2 separate regions of the Gossypium hirsutum genome follow, and region 1 is linked to region 2. A link is a contact called in public Hi-C data. All regions are on one chromosome and are shown on one strand. The core of a region is the stretch at or near the end of the contact, and the rest is flanking DNA. Distances in the headings are between cores, read along the strand shown.

Region 1 (2,775 bases), core at 66-2,565, 68 kb before region 2:
TTAATTAAAATTATTTGCGGTTAAATAAAATAATTAATATATTTTAAAAACCTTTAAATTTTTTATATATAACTGTTGTATATAATTTTCCATGCTATTATAAAGCTTTTGATTAAACCAATATCACTTGACTTTCACATTAATTCAAATAATGTTAATAATTTTAACTTCCAAGTAATCTTTCGAGTGCATTTTTTAGATATACTCTTTACTATGATACTCACGAGAACAGATTTCACATTAATATCTCCTTTCTGGATCAGCTTGGTCAGTTAGTCATTGCTAGTAGTAGATCAGCTGCGGGCAATACTTGCTACCGAGAACAGATTTCATTTTTTTAGGATTTCGTCGTAGCAAGAACAGTAGCCTGCCCGGCTCTACTAGTCAAGTAGAAATTCAAGTGGATCAGGAAATTGGTTGGTTAGTTATCTCTGGCTTGGGGCAAAGGCTCTCGTCCATTTCAAAAGTAGAAATTCACTTGAAAACAGACTTTTTTAGATTACCCGATCTACAAATGTCTTATTTACTCTTCAAAAGCATATTTTGCTTTAATATTCGTGTAAATCTTGCTCACTAACAATCATCTCTAATTTTAACTATTGCGTCCCATATGAAGTTATTAATAGCATGTCCAATTATCACTCTACTTAAGCCTATAGTGATAGATCGCTTGGCTACTTATCCTTGACCCAATAATAAAGGCTTGACACGTGATCTCTCGAGACTACAACTAAGACAATAAAACTCTCAAATTCGACAAAAAATGGAAACTCCTTACTTTTCTTCTCCAAACCTTCTCTTTTGATTCTAATCTTATCACTTCTAAATATAATCTATGATGATTCTCTGCCTTGTATCCAACTAGATGAACCGTTTATCTCTACTGTCCGCTCCACCTTATTTGATCCAACTATAAACATATAATAAATTAATTATATAAACCAAGATCTAAGCATAATAAACTTATTAAATAAAAATAAAAACATCATTTACTATAATAATAATAATAACTATCCGCAAACTTTTTTTTTTCATTTTTTTATGTTTAATAAATACGTAGGACTAAAAATAACCATTCATTTAAAGAAAAAAGATCATATTATTTTATTTTTCCTCTGAATTCATTATTTTTTAAGATATAGAATACTCGGCGAAGCGTTTGAGACAGTAGTCAAATAATTGATTTGAATAATTAGGTGGAAATACTCGGCGAATCGTATAAGAGACTCCAAGGTGTACGCTAACTAAAATGTCCACGTGATTTAATTTATTTACCATTAATACCGACAAAACCTTATCATCTGCTGTCGTGTACGTAGCAGCAGAAGCAGCGACATTACTATTGTAATAAAATCAGTCTGTGCCGTGGAGAAAAGTGAGAAACAATTTTTGCTGAACAAGAAAAAGAAAGTTGACATAAAAATGGACGAGGCACTGTTACAGGGAGATGATCGGAAAACATGGGGGACGACGGTGTTCGTGAAGGAGCTGAAGAAGGTTAGTTACATGGCGGCACCGATGGTGGCTGTATCGGTATCACAGTATCTATTACAGGTGATATCGTTGATGATAGTTGGTCATGTTGGTGAGCTTGCTCTTTCTGGGGTTGCTATTGCCACTTCTTTTACCAATGTCACTGGCTTCAGTTTACTTGTAATAATCCTTCTTCTTTTCTCCTTTTCTTGCTTTTCTTTTTTGTTCTACTTAAGGTTATATATATATATATTTAAAACTGTTTTTAAACCCTAAACTAAACGAAGGATTTGAGACAAAATAAGAAAATTTATATTGAAAGGCTGATGTAAAGTTAAAAGAGCTTGAATTAAATTATAAATTTTATCAAGGATCAAATATGTAATTTATCCGTCTCGTTTGGCTTGGGGAAAGTACTACACTGACAAAGTAGTAAATATCTTACGTTAAAATATAATAAATTTTCTGAATGAGGAAATGAGTTGGTAATATGATAGATTTAGTTTGGACTGGATTTAGTTACGATATTAAACTATTTAAGTTTAGGGTTAACATGAAATATTTGTAAAAAAAAATTAATTATTATATTATAGATAACGAGTTATATATATCTTATTTTAACATACATAAATTGATATTTGATATTTATTGTATTATCTTTTATGTGTTGAAATAAATGAAATTTTTAATTGAAGAATTAATTTACTATGTATAAAAATTAATTTATCTATTTTTTTTAAAAATAAATATAATTTATTTTTAATAATTAACCTTGATGTTATTTTTACCATTAATTTTTCCATTAAAAAGGTAAAGTTAAAGGTTTAGTTAAAAAAAATCTCTTCAAGTATTAGAAAAGATGCTTTCTTCGTAAATTGAGCTCTAAATTTTCATATTGGCCTTTAAAGGTTTTCCTTTTTTTTCTGAAATTTTATTTAGATTATTATTTCTATCTTATTTTACTCAAAAAGTTATATGTCTAATAAGAATGGGTGATGTGTCACATTTTCATGGACTACTATTATCTTTTAGTAAAATGGAACAAAATTAATAATTTAAATGTAATTTTTGATAAAAAAATTTTAAGGACCTATTTAAAAAGTGCTATAATTTATGGGCTAGTTTATGAATAAAGCCTAAAAAAAAGACATATAATAGCATTTTAATTCTACAAGTTACAATAAAATAGGTCAGGCCACAGTGACTTAGTTTAGCTTAGTTCAAGTTTTCAAATCACTAGCACGGGATTTTTTTTTTTTACTTTGATGATTGGATCCAATTGAATCTGGTTTTTATTTGAGT
Region 2 (2,772 bases), core at 262-2,761:
TTTATTTTTAGCACTGAAAATAAAAAGTTTACAATTGAGGCATTCCTTATATACTTTTTATCATTTTAGTTACTTCAGTTAATTTTCCATTAGATACATTCATTTTAGCCACTAAATTTTCATAAATTTGGGTTAGAAATATCATTTTGATTTTTATTTTTTAGAATTAATTTTAATTTTTTTTCTCAATAAAAACGAAGGGAAAAACATGAAATTTTAAAGGGAATTATCTTTGTTTTTATAGAGAAAAAACTTGAACCTTTATAGGAAAAACTAAATTATCTTTTTTTTATTTTTTATTTTTTCTTTTTTATAATTAATTTTAGTTTTTTGAGTGAAAGAAGAAAACTGGGGGGTTATAGAAAATTATCTGCATTTTTACAGAAAAACAAAACTTAAATTTTTACCAAAAATTCATTTTATATTTTTAATTTCCTTTATTTGTTTTCTTTTTAGAATCAATTTATTTTTTTAATAAAATAGAATTTTTTGGAGTTTTACATAAAACTACTTGAATTTTCTATAGAGAAAAACATCAACTTTTATATGAAATTGAGTTATAGATGAAAAATATGGATTTAATCTTAGTAATCCAATAATTTAATTTCCTATAAAAAAATCATGTTTTTAAAAAGAATTTTCTAAAAAGAAAATGAGAGATTATAATAAAAATTTGTCGAAGTTGAGTGACTAAAATGAGTGTATATAATGACAAATTAAGGGTGAGTGACTAATGATAAAAGTATGTAATGGTAGAGTGACTAAAACTATAAAAGTATGTAACGGCAATGCTTAAATGATAAACTTTTTTACTTTTAGTGCCAAAATTAATGATGGAAATGGGGCGGGGTGAATTTTTTCCCACCCGACCCTGACTTGATACTCTACCATCATACCCCAACCTTGATTCGACCTTGAGCTTTAAAAATTTTAACCTACCTCAAATCCGAAAATCAATTTTATACCCGATCCGACCTGAGTTCAAACTTTTTTATTTAAAATTACGATTAATTAAATTTAAAAATAGTTTTTAAAAAACTATTCTAAGGATGACAATGTAAAAATATATATTACATCATAGAAGAAAAAATAAAAGAACGAAATGAAAGGAAAACTTGGAAAAATAAATTAAAATGAGAGGGGAAAAGAAACTAGTGTGAAATGGGAGTAAATGTGGTAAAATGATGTTGGTAATTTCGTAAATATCTCAAGATGGGGTGGGGTAATTTTACGCTAAACCCAACCTGACCCAAACGTTCTCTAAAGTTAACCTGACTCAATTTGTCCTAAAATCCAATGTCAAGGAAAAAAAACCAACCCTATCAGTTGGATCAGGTCAAAATCCGTTGGTTTCAAGTTTTTTTATCATCCCTAATCAAAATGAAAATTTATTAATGTTAGATAATCAAATATATAGTTTACTCTTTAAACAATGAGGAAGGACTATTTTGTAAGATCCATCCACCAGGCCGGGTTGTTAAACAAAATTCATGTTTTTAGAACCCAATTGGCCCGATCTGTTCTGGCCCATCGGGTTCAAGAAATCTCTGCCGCAGAAATTTTGAATATGAGTGATGGTCGAATTGCCTTCAAGCTAACAAGATGAAAAATGGAAATTTTTAAATATTCGTAACTAGATATTGATAATATGTTGTTTGCTTAATATTTAGCTTATGAATGGACTCAAAATGTGTTGTATTTTGATAATTTTGGTTTAAAATTTATGTGTTTAGTATTACTGTTAAAAGATATTTCTGAAAAATAAAATATCAATTTAAAAATGGTGTTATAAAGTAACAAATATACATTTAAATAACGTTTAAATTAGTTAATATTATGTTATTTTAATAAAATTATAAAAATAATTTATTATAATTTATTGTTAATATTTTAATATATGAAATATAAAATTTAAATATTTTTAGACGATTTTAATGATTTATAAAATTTAATTTGAATATATAAAATATATTTTAAATATTAAAATATAACTAATAAAAAATTAAATATATAATATTATATATTTAAAATAAATTTCAATAAGAAATTAATTATATACTAAATATAAATATTATATAAAATATTTTATAATAGTTAAAATTGTCTTTTGATCCTAAAAACGCTTTTATCACTAAAAATTATCTGTTTAGGATTGTTCATATCTCTAAAAATGCTTTTGATCACAAAAGCTAAAAAAATTTATTTATATTTTTAACTAAAAAAATTATTTTTGAAAATTTAAAAATATATTATTTAATAATATTTTTATTTTAAAATTATTTTTTTATCGTAAAAATACTTTTTAGAAACTGTAGTTGAAGGTAGTGGTTGGAAAGGAACTGCTGTAGCCCTGGCTGTTGTGATGGGTAGATTTCGAGGGAACACAGGTTTCGCCTCTTAGCCACTTCAGTGTTTATTTTTTATGGAATTCACCCCAAAACTTGAAAAGGTGGAAAGGGTAAACTCTAATTATTATTTTTTTTCTAGGATTTATGGAATTCACCTCAAAACTTAGAGGGAGTAAAAAGGGTAAACTCTAATTGGGGTTCTTCTCTAGGATTTCTCCGTATAGTAAAAAAAACTAAATGCTGTTATGAGTATTGTCCCACAAGAGTAATTTTAGGTCAGGTTGGGTGTGTTTAAGCATGTATTAACAATAATCTGGTCCTCGTCTCTTGATCATTTCAAAATATTTTTTTTCCTTTAATATAAAACGCATCCCAAAATTTAAAGGAGTGAAAAATGATTATATTTGTTTCGTTTCTAAAATAT

What was found. Hi-C and Micro-C count contacts between places; a contact is called where the count stands out from the background.
Region 1: a contact with region 2 is called in a Hi-C map of leaf, with 2.0 times the contacts expected there. The contact joins the promoter of LOC107899379 here to the enhancer-like site in region 2. A contact is called at or near these places in 10 of 34 Hi-C or Micro-C datasets (cotyledon, leaf, petal and 1 more).

Annotation. Positions count from the first base shown.
Region 1 is chrA07:10,829,463-10,832,237 of Gossypium_hirsutum_v2.1, reverse strand. It overlaps LOC107899379 (protein DETOXIFICATION 8), which reads left to right and starts at 1,315. Exons shown (of 8, transcript XM_016825080.2): 1 at 1,315-1,653. The coding sequence starts at 1,423.
Region 2 is chrA07:10,761,375-10,764,146 of Gossypium_hirsutum_v2.1, reverse strand. No RefSeq gene overlaps it. Among protein-coding and RNA genes, the nearest start is that of LOC107899378, 6.3 kb to the right of the region's middle. Within about 2 kb of position 1,511, at least 2 of the 9 cell types and tissues checked have an H3K27ac peak or open chromatin away from gene starts, as enhancers often do. A contact at or near this core is called in leaf, where this site is marked.